Regions from separate parts of the Mus musculus genome. Here region 1 is linked to region 2. The links are chromatin contacts, called in public Hi-C maps. All regions are on one chromosome and are shown on one strand. The core of a region is the stretch at or near the end of the contact, and the rest is flanking DNA. Distances in the headings are between cores, read along the strand shown. Region 1 overlaps Galnt17 (polypeptide N-acetylgalactosaminyltransferase 17). Region 2 has its middle 16 kb from the start of Gm40337.

Region 1 (5,698 bases), core at 2,011-4,510, 68 kb after region 2:
GAGAGAGGGAGAAAAGAGCACTTCTCAGAAGAGAGGAACATGGTTCACAGCAGAATTTCTCCAACTACATGAAAGCTCAGCTACAACTCTCCATGAAAGAATCCAATTAAAATATAGGAAGGCTATATTTTTTTGCATATGCATTTGAATACATGACTTTAGCTTATAATTAACTGAAAAAAAATATAGTATATGCAGTCCAGTGAAATCCGAGGCTCAAATCCTGTCTCTAGAGCTCTGTATTAAATCTTTCATTAGTGGCCACACAAAGGCCATTGTCTCGAAGCTAGTCATTTGGATTTTCAGTGTGATCTGAATTTGCAAGCTGGTGTGAATTGAGACTTGGGGGATAAACCTGGTATTTATCCAAAGTCGGAAAAGTACTTGCTGATTTCAGAAGAGAATGACAAGCAAGAAAGAACAGAAGAGGCAGGTCAGCAGGAAGGTGACACTTGCAGAGCTTTATACTCCTAGTAATTGCTCATTTTCTGCCGAAAAGTTCTGAGTCCCCCACCCCACCCCACCCACGAATGGGTAAAATGGTCCAGACATTGTGAAAAAAAATATATATATATAACCAGTGTGTGAATGAAAGACAAAAGCTGTCAGGTCCCCATACTCCTTTTCCTTAGAGGACCAAAATCAAAGCAAAGTATTCTACATCCGCATCACTTGAAAATTCCCTTGACTGAGCCTCCCCTCGGATCTCAGATGACTCTAGGTTGTGTCAAGTTGGTGGTTGGAGATAAGTGGGGCACCTTCTTCACAAGACATAGAATGGTCAATTTGATTGGACTAAAACATACCTAGGAGATCAGGACAGCACAGCTTCATGGTGTGACCGGGAGGGAACTTTCAAAGACAATGGAAGATCCTGAGGACTCTGAGGCAACCAATGTATTCTTTGAGGGATTTATAATGGGATGCTGTTATTGGAAAGTAGTGGTAAGCCGGAGATATAAGTAGGCAACTAAGAGTATGTGCTCTGGTTACATTTTGCCCTGGCTCCTCCATCTATCTTCACTTCTCTGCTTCCTCTCTGCTAAGAAGTAAAGAAAGGACTCCAGCATATGTTCTACAACTACAAGGTTCTACCCATGCACTTGGGAGCCATCCTCACCATGAACTGGACCTCTGAAACTGAGCCAAAATAAATCCTTCACTCATTTATTCTTTTCTTTCTTCTTGCTAGGCATGGCGGTGCACACCTTTGATTACCACTCTCATGAGGCAAAAGCAGGCTGATCTATGTGAGTTTGAGACCAGCCTGGACTACATATTAAGTACCAGGATAGCAAGGGCTACATAGTCAATGTGGTGGTTTGAATATGCATGGCCCATGGGAAATGGCACTATTAGGAGGTGTGGCCTCACTGGAGGAAGTGTGTCACTGTGTAGGCGGGCTTTGAGGGCTCCCAGGGTTCAGTGTAGAAGAGAGACCTTCCTCCTGGCTGCCTGCAAAAGACAGTCTCCTGACTGCCTCTGGATCAAGATGTAGCCTTCTCCACCACCGTGTCTGCCTGCATGCTGCCATGCTTTCCCGCCATGATGATAATGGACTGAACCTGTGAAACTGTAAGTCAGTCCCAATTAAATGTTGTCGTTTATAAGAGTTGCCTTGGACATGGTGTCTGCTCACAGCAATAAAACCCTAAGACAGTCAGATTCTGTCTCAAACAGGGGAAAAAAAATGAACAACAACAACAAAAACCTTCCTTTCATTCTTCTTTTGTTGTTGACAATTTTAGACAAGGTCTCCTGGAGCCCAGTCTAAGTCATAATCCTGCTTTTACATCCACTGTACTGAGATTGCAGGTGTGTCAACCATGCCCAAGCCCAGGTTCAACATCCTTCCTACCGGAAATGGGTTGATCGACTTTAATCTGAGTCACATTCCCAAATTATGGGTTACAAGATGATCTGTGTTTGGAAATCCTAGCTTTGTGGGTGATATAGTTGAATGGTCTTATCATAAAAACCCCAGATTACTTACATGAAAAATCAGAGTCTTGAGAAGCGAGATGGCTCAGTGGTTCAAAGCACTTGCTGCTCATACAAGCACCCAAGATCAGTTTCCAGTAACCACATTGGGTTGCTTACAACAGCCTGGAAAAACAGCCCCAGGGGGTTCTGATACTTTCTTCTGGCCTCTCCAGGTACCGGGTAGAATACACATGTATACACATAAATCAAAATCAAAATAGCTAACATTTTAAAAAAGAAAATAAAACTCTCAAGGAAAACTTGGAGCATCAACCAGTTGAGACAAGCTAGACAGACCTCTGCTTCCTCCTCCTCTGGCGGACCCTCCCTCTTTGTTTCCTTTGTCTGGTTCTCCTGTTTGCCTTCTCTCTCCTCCTCTTCTTCCTCCTCCCCCTCTTCTGCCTCCCTCCCCCTCCTCTTCCCCTCTCCTTTTGGAACAGTCTTTCTGAGTACCCCAGGCTTACATGGAACTCACAATCCATCTGCTTCCACCTCCCACATGCTGAGCTCACAGGCAGGCCCGCAGGCATGCACATCTAGTTAGGGGGTTCTTAACTTCCTTCCGAGTGGATGAGCTTTTATACCCAACAGCCTTTTAGGACAGAGGCACCACCATCCCACTTGTGGAGAAAGCTGAACATGTGGTCTGCAGTCGTTGTCGTCCACCCCCCCCCCCCAGCTCTGCCTGCTTATTGGCCCTCCCAGGGAGTACAGACTGACCACTCCTGGAGAGATGGATGCCCACTTGGCTGAGGCAGCCACGGATGACAGCTCCCCAGTGTGGTTAATGGTGACCCTCTGACCTTCTCGCCTTTGATTTCCTTAATGCAATCGTTCTGGTTCCTTGCTGCCTGACAAAAGGTCAGCTCTTGTTTATCCTCTAATAAATGTGGTAGGAAAGAGAGGGAAAGAGGGAGGGAGGGAGGGAAGGAGGGAGTGAGAGGGAGGGAGGGAGGGAGGGAGGGAGGGAGGGAGGGAGAGAGAGAGAGAGAGAGAGAGAGAGAGAGAGAACACAAAAACCAACAGAAAATCTCACTGCTGTCACCAGATAATCCAGGGCAAACTGGCTCCTTTTTGGTTTCATCTTTGAACGTCTAAATTTGTGCCACACTTGACTGTGTTGTCACTGGCTGTCATGAGCAGCATCTAGCCCTTTTGTGGAGTAAGTGCTTCTCAAAAAAGACCAGGCTTTTTTTTTTTCTGAACAGGCTGTATTTTTGGCTGCAGTCTTGAACTGCTGGGAATGCAATTGCTTTTTAATTGGAACCAGCAACCAAGGTTGGCTTGGATTCAAAGCCAGGCCTCCCAGCATCGGCAGGGGCTACCATAGTCTAGGGACAGGGGAGTGGAATGGCCAGAGTGACCCACCTTCAGGCTGGGACTCCCAGGGGAGGATCTGTTCACACCTAAGGACCTGATAGCTTGGGATTAGAATTTTTATTCCCTGACCTAGAAAAAGAAGTGCTTGCCATTCCCAGGGACTGGCAAACCAAGAGCATGCTGCACAGCTAGGCAGAAGGTCTCCCCCAACCCAGCTGACATCTACATGGGTGGGATGAAGAAGCTCAGGGGAAAGGGAACAAAGGAATCTCAGAGGAAAATTATCCTGGTTTTCCGTCAATGTTACAGCCCAAATGTCCTTTCCTTCCCAAAGGAAACGGTTGCAGGGATGCATGTTCTCACTGTCTGTCACAGTGGGGGTAATGAATGTTCTGGAAGGAATAGATCACTTCAGGTTCTCATTGTGCCAAGTAATTATGTCAAATTAAATGTATTAATACAACAGTACCTTTCATTTAGCCAGTACGCTAAAGAGCCCATGCTTTAGCTGAACATCTACACAATGGCTTGCTATACCACACTCTCATCTCTGTGAATTCCTTTGATTCAAAATGAAAAAAAATTAATTTGAATAAATGTATGAAGGGCATGATGCTGAAGGCCAGGTCAGCCATTCATACTAAGAAGTAAAAAAAAGAAAAAGAAAGAAAAAGCAAAATGAACACACAAACACACATGTGCATACACACACGCATACACACACACACACACACGCACATGCACACATATGCAGACACACACGCAGACTATGAAGAGGTCAGCCCAGAGCATCAACAGATTATTTTTATATGCACTTAACTTCAGAAGGGTAACTCCAGTTAAATTCATTGTTTCACCAACTTGCCCCTGGTTGGAAATACTTGTTTCTGTTGTTCATGTCTGCACCCTGTCTAGGGCGGACAGACATTTCTTCACATCTCCTCAGAACAGGTCTTTGGCTTGATTACTTCCACAGAAAGGTGGGGTAAACAATTAAAAGCCAAGATGTGGCTGGATATGGGTGTGCTGGTGTGTGTGGTGGTTTGAATGTGAAACGTCTCCTTTAGGCTCACATGTTCGAAACACTCGGTCGCCAGTTGGCGGTGCTGTTTAAGAAAGCTATGGAACTTTTAGGAAGTAGAGCTCTGTTGGAGGAAGTATGTCACTGGAGGTGGGCTTTTGAGGGTTTGTAGCCTCACCCTACTTCCTGTTCTTTCCTGTTGCTTCCTGTTCAAGTGAAGTGCCATCTTCCTGCTTCAAGTTGTGAGAATGTTCTCAGGTTTCCACTGTCCAGCCTTTCCCATTATAATAGATTCTATCCATTGGGAAAGTACAGGGCAAAGTAAACCATTTCCTTTATAAGATACTTTTGCTCATAGCATTTTATCCCAGTAATAAAAACTAACACAGTATAAATTTGAATTTGGTTCTGATGGGTCACACTGGGGGACTTTCTCCCTTTGCTTTCTACACATTTCTCCAAAGCATTCCATCACTGCTGAGGGTCTGACTCCTCTAGACTGAAACACCAGTCTTTGGGTTTAGGTACTATTCCAGTTTTCCCATTGCACCCGGTATCAGAGCATTCTAGATTATCTCATATCGTGCTATCCCCCTTTCTCCGGGTTTTTTGTTTTGTTTTTGTTTGCTTTTTTGCCTTTCACAGCACTTGATCATCTACAGCTCCTCTCGTTTCCCAAGAGTTTGTGTATTAAACCCCAAATAAAAGAAGTGTGGTTTGTTTTCCATAGTGCACGGCTACTCGGGGCTCCAAGAAGGAGTCTGTGACATCTAGAAACATCTATTCTGTATTGCTGTGCTCCAGGCATTGCAGTGAGGAAAAGGTCCAGCAGAGACATTCATGGAGACAGTGGGGCCTACTCAAAAGTAACAGTCAGTGGGCAAGTCAAAGACACATTTGTCTATGATATAACAATGTCAGCCGTGCCTGAAGGTTCAGTCTGGTAATCTCAGCTACACAAGAGACTGAGGCAGGAGGGTCACAAGTTTAAGGGCTAACTGGACTAAAGGGTAACTTCAAGGCCAGACTGGGCAACTTAAGTGAGAGTCTAAGATGTACCTCATTGATAGAGTACTTGCCTAGAATCTTTCAGTGAGGGGCTGGGGGCATGGCTCAGTGGGAGAGCCCCTGCCTAGAATCCCCCAGGGAGGGGTTGGGGGCATGGCTCAGTGGTAGAGCCCCTGCCTAGAATCCCCCAGTAAGGGGCTGGGGGCGTGGCTCAGTGGTAGAGCACCTGCCTAGAATCCCCCAGGGAGGGGCTGGGGGCGTGGCTCAGTGGTAGAGCACCTGCCTAGATTCCCCTAGTGAGGGGCTAGGGGTTTGTCTCAGTAATAGATCTTCTGCTCAGAATCCCCTAATGAGGGGTTGGGGGTG
Region 2 (5,685 bases), core at 1,661-4,160:
AGGGCATTCTGGGTATACTGAGATGTTTCCTGTCAATAGAGTGTTTGGTCTCCCTCCCAAGTATAGATGACAGATTGAAGAAAGCACATTGATTAGCTAAGTGTTCCTTTAGTACATTAATTTTCTCGTGATTGTGACAAAATACCAGACAGAAAAGGCTTTTTAAAGGGTCAATATTTTATCTCAGCTTACGGCATCAGTCCATCATGGTAGGGAGGACTTGGTGGAAATCATAATGACAGAAGTAGGTGGTGGTGATGCCTCCTGTGGGAAATCAGGAAAAACAAAATCTGGGACCAGAATGGGGCTGGGCTACAAAGCCCACCCCCAAGGCTCACCCCAAGGCTCACCCCCAATGTCTTCATCTACCATGTATATACCACGCTGGAAAGACTCTTCAGCCTTCCCCAAACAGTAGCCGCCATCTGGGGATAGTCAGCTGGGAATCACATGTTTCAAATGCATTAGCCTGTGGGAGACATTTCATGTTGAACCATAACGTAGACACACAGGTTTGTTTATGTATATGCTCGCTCAGCCTGCCCCGGAGCTCACTGTGTAGCCCAGGCTGGACCTTTACTTTTGCTCTTCCTTCGTCATTCTTTCTAGTGTTGAGATTCCAGGCAGATAACAACACCGTGATCGTATCAGGCCTGCTGTGGTCTTCAGTGGCTGCTCATCGCTGAGGAGTAGAAGACACCTTAGTACTGAAGAGGGCTGGATAGTAAGAAATATTATCTAATGTTTTGGGCTTCATCAGCTCCCTCTCAGGAAATGTTTTCTGCCCTAAGATAACCTGTCTCCAGAATGTACTGGGCTGGCACTGGACAGGAGAACAGTCATCCACAGGGAACATAATAGTTAATCTTGTCAACTTTACAGGGTCAATAATCACCGCAGAAACAAACCTCTGGACCTGTATGTGAGGAAGTTGCTAGATTGAATTAGTTGAGGTGGGAAGACCTACCCTAGCTGTGAGTGGTACCATCCAGTGTTCTAGGGTGTTAGACTGAATAAAAAGGAGAAAGAGAGCTGAGTGCCAGTGTCCATCTCTCTCTGCTTCCTGACTGGGGACGCAATGTGAGCAGCTGCCTCATGTTCCTGCCTCCATGCCTTCCCCGCCATGATGGACTGGATCCCCTCAAACTGTGAGCCAGAACAAACCCTTACATCCTTACGTTGCTTTTATCAGGTATTTTATCACAGCACCAAGGAGGGAAACTAATACAGGGCAGGTAGATTAGATGATATTTTTGATCTTGTGGTAATAGGAACCCTTGATAATTTATTAAGGATAGTGGTAATAAGAGTCTGGAATGGCAGCCCTCCTGGGTTCTGAAAATATCTGCAGCAAGCACAATCCCTCTCTGACTTCTTATTCTACTCCTTGACACTTGCTGGTTGAGCAGTTGGCATTGAAAGGCATTGTCAATGGGAAGCAGAGAAGTCAGGCTGGAAGTGGTATGTGCAAGATCCATCAGTTGGCTCTGTAAGGGGAAAGAATAAGAGAATCTGCCCATGTTGTATACCCAGACCCATCCCCTCTCCTTCCTGACCCATGCTGACCCAGGAACAGGGACATTAAGAAATTGTCCCTGCTTTTATCTCCCAAATATGAGTTCTAAGGATTTTAGTTTTTTAAGTTCTTATTTCAAAGTCAGGGGTTAGATTCACATGAGTGCAATGCCCCCAGGGGCCAGAAGAGGGCATCAGAATCCATGGAGCTGGTAGTTGTGAATTGATCAGTGATTGGTGCGAGTGCTGGGAACTGAGCTCATGTATCCTAAAAGAGCAACAGTGTGCTCTTAACCACTGAACCACCTCTCCAGCCCCTAAAATATGAGTTCAAAGGGGGGCAGAGATCATGAAATCTGTTTATTTATCATAACTTGCAAATTCTCAATACGTTTCAGTGTGATTTTTTTGTCTTTCCTGCCTGCTCTCCTTCCTTCCCTCACTTTTGAGTGTATATAAACATGTGTGTGTATGTATGTGTATGCGTTGGTGTGGGGGTGCTGAGACCTGAACTCACGTCCTGTGCCAGAGCAGCAAGATCCCTTAACCACTGAGCCATCCCTTTAGACCCTAATTTTTTTAAAAAAAAAAATAAAAATATAAGCAGACCTTGGGCATAATGATCTATGCTTTTTTAAACCTGACACTCTTGAGACAGAGGTAGATGCATACAGCATCCACAGAGGCTGAAGATGACATAAGATTGCCTGGAACTGGAGTTACCTGTGGTTGTGAGCTGCAGTATGGGTACTGGGAACTCAAGCTGGATCATGTGTAAGAGCAGGAAATGCTCTTAACTCTGAAGAGAGCATTCAATCTTCAGCCCCTTAAATGTTCTGTTAAGTTACATTTCTCTCTTTGTCTGTCTCTGTCTGTCTGTCTGTCTGTCTGTCTCTCTCTGTCTGTCTGTCTGTCTGTCTGTCTCTCTCTCTTGTGTGTGTGTGTGTGGTGTGTGTCTTTCTTTAATTTCTTTTTCTTCAAGACAGGGTTTCTCTGTGTTGCCCTGGCTGCCCTAGAACTTACTTTGTAGACCAGGCTGGCCTCGAACTCAGAGCTTCACCTGCTTTGCCTCCCAAGTGCTGGGATTAAAGGTGTGCGCCACCATGCCTGGCTTTAATTTCTAAAAGGAATTGTGCAAAGCACCCCATGGGAGAAGTGATTGAATACACTTGTCAACTGGCATCGAAATGGTTTTACAGAATGAAAAATCTCCTGTCGGCCCCCTAACTTAGATCTAGAAAAGTTATGTGATCGATGAAAAAGTAGAGTTTGCAGCCGAGGACTCAAAAGAGAGGAAGAGCCTGTAGAACAAGATCTGAGAGTCTGGACAATCAGAACAGGAGGCTGGCTGGCAGGCAGGCGAGCAGGCTCCGGTGAACCACCTGGCCACCTCAGCAGGCTCCAACAGCTCCACCCCCTCCAGCTGTCAATAATCTGTCCCATAGAAGCGGCCCAGAAAGGTTCAGGGAAGGAGCCTGGCCTATAAACTGGGGACAATCTGTGCTTTCACGGTCCTAGCAGAGTGGCCTGGCCTTGTGGGGCTCACTTTGTAAAATGGGAATGTTTTTCGGTAGCAGTGGGAAATGTGTGAAATCAGTGAGTTTAGAACCCACAGTAAAGATGGCAGTATGACCTCCAGTTTCCATACTGCTGTCTCTGTCTTGTGTATAGCTACCCCTCTCCCTCTCCCTCTCCCTCTCCCTCTCCCTCTCCCTCTCCCTCTCCCTCTCCCTCTCCCTCTCCCTCTCCCTCTCCCTCCCCTTCCTTCCTTTCTTCTCTTTTTTCTCCTCCTTCCCTTTTCCTCTCTTCTCCCCTCTCCTTTTTTCTCTCTTATCACTTTCCCTCTCATCTCTTACCCTCCCTCCCTCCCTCCATCCTTCCTTCCCTTCATCCTTCCTTCCCTCCATCCTCCCCTCCCTCCCTCCCTCCCTCCCTCCCTCCCTCCCTCCCTCCCTCCCTCCCTTTCTTCCTTCCTTTCACTGTTTCTCCTTTGTGGCTTTTGACACTGGGTCTCACTATACATTCCCATCTGGCTTGGAACTAACAATACAACTGGCCTCAAACTCATTGCTTACCTCCTGCCTCAGCCTCCTGAAGGCTGGGATCATAGACATGCATCACCATGCTCACCTTCGTGTTGTTACTTTTCTGGGCCCCAGAGTTGGGCACGGTCATGATGAAAACACTCGAAACACAACACATAGCTTCAAAGACATGGACTTTGATAGCTTGGGCATCTATCAGGAACAGGCTTTGATAGCTCGGGCACAAACTAGAAATACTATATGTGAGATTAAGGGATGGAATGGACAAAAGACCAAGAAAGGGTCATAGACAGGAATGTGTGGGGGTCAATATGAGGAAGAAGGGGATCAGTGAACTGGACTTCCATAGCCCAGCACCCTCAGCCATACCTACCTCTGAGACCAAGGTGATCGTGAGAGTGAGAAAGTGATCCAGCACTTGTCACTTGTGCCATATACCAGTCTTTGGTGAAAGACCACAAGCTTTCTTTGAGCTGTATGCTTGGAGCTGGCTGCTCTGCCATTACTATGCAAGATGACACCCCCTGGGACATTCAAGCACTCCCAAGGACTTAGGACCAAAGGTTCCCTCAGGGTTCTGTTATCAAATTTACTTCTTGCTGTAAAAGAACACCTGATTTAAAAACAAACAAAAAAACAAAAACAAAACCAAACCAATGTCCGCTCATGGTTAGAGAAGGCATACAGTCCATCATGGCAGGAAAGGCATGGCTGCAGGGGTGTGAGCTGCCTGGGCACATTGCATCCATAGTCAAGAAGCAGAGAGTTGGTGGGACGTCTTGTACCATAAGAATTTCAGGGAAAATAGCCGACTGGGCTATGCACTTGCTGCACAAGATCCCCCAAACCCATGTAAAGCTTGGCTATGGTAGCACATGTCTGTAATCCCAGTGCTTCTATAGGGAGATGGGAGGCAGAGGCAGGAGAGTTCCTGAAGGTCATGGGCCAGGTAACCCGGCATAAACAGTGGTGAACAGCAAGAGGCCTCAAACATTAGGTAAGGACTAACACCTAAGTTCATTCTCTGACCTCCACATGTTCTGTGTTGCATGTGCACACACATACACAAATGTGGGCATGCACTCATGTATCCCAATAAAAACAAATGCCTTAAAAGCTCACCCCCAGTGACTCATATCCTTCAGTAAGGTCTCACCACTCCCAAAGGTTCACAGACTTCTGCTAGCTGGGGACCAAGTGTTCAAACATATGAGCCTGCTGGGGACCAAGTGTTCAAACACATGAGCCTGCTAGGGACATTTCACATTCAAAGCACTTCGGCCTTTCTCTTCTGTCCCCTCTCTCTGGTTTCACCAGTTTCTCTTTTGTTCCTTGACCTCTAGTCACTTGCAACCTATGTAGGACTATAGGATGACCTGGCTGCTGACCCTGCATGTTGGTAGGTCTCTCTAGGGATCCTCAGGCTTTGGGAGAAAGTTATTAACATATAGTGCTTATAGAAATGGCCAGCTCAACTCCAGGACCCTGGAACCAAGGACCTGTGCTCAGATTTAAAGTATGGGTACTGATACACATAGGGAATTAGCCCCACAAGAGACAAGACCCAACACTCCCCACCACATAGCAAGCCAGCTGGACAGACATCCTGCCCCACTGCCTTGTGGTCCTGAAGTCCCAGGACATTGGCCATTGTACCCCATGTGGATGCAACCTCAGGAGGTTTTATGCAGGAGCCCAAATGTAGCTTGCATGTTCTCTGGCCTGCCAATTCTCTCCTCCCCATCTCCATTGCTCCATGGACCCAAAATTCTCAGACTCTGGTACTTAAGGTGACAACTGAAGATAAATGTTTTCTATGGGTATGCTGTCGTAGCCCCAATTTTCAAAGGGCACATAAGAAATATGGCCACTGATACCTAAATCTATACCTGTATCCACCTCTGTGTCTGTCTGTCTGTCTGTCTGTCTGTCTGTCTGTCTGTCTGTGTTTGTGTCTGTGCCTCTGTTCCTATCTCTCTTTCCCTGTGTGTGTGTTCGGACATCAACTAAGATGGTGCTTCCTGGCTTCTTCCTACAAAAGAGACATAGGGCCCACCATGACCATAACAAGGCATCTTGTAAGGTTCTCCATGAACACCCGGAGCGACTATGTGTTCTGCAGACA

Evidence for each region. A called contact is a pair of places that touch in the nucleus more often than the background predicts.
Region 1: a contact with region 2 is called in a Hi-C map of cerebellar granule neurons, with 2.2 times the contacts expected there. The contact joins two enhancer-like sites. A contact is called at or near these places in 10 of 484 Hi-C or Micro-C datasets (the N1E-115 cell line, adipose-derived mesenchymal stem cells, brain and 6 more).

Annotation. Positions count from the first base shown.
Region 1 is chr5:130,935,886-130,941,583 of GRCm38.p6, forward strand. All of the region lies in intron 6 of Galnt17 (polypeptide N-acetylgalactosaminyltransferase 17), which reads right to left. Among named protein-coding and RNA genes, the nearest start is that of Gm40337, 83 kb to the left of the region's middle. Within about 2 kb of position 3,261, at least 62 of the 459 cell types and tissues checked have an H3K27ac peak or open chromatin away from gene starts, as enhancers often do. A contact at or near this core is called in cerebellar granule neurons and cerebellum, where this site is marked.
Region 2 is chr5:130,868,366-130,874,050 of GRCm38.p6, forward strand. No RefSeq gene overlaps it. Among named protein-coding and RNA genes, the nearest start is that of Gm40337, 16 kb to the left of the region's middle. Within about 2 kb of position 2,911, at least 2 of the 459 cell types and tissues checked have an H3K27ac peak or open chromatin away from gene starts, as enhancers often do. A contact at or near this core is called in cerebellar granule neurons and cerebellum, where this site is marked.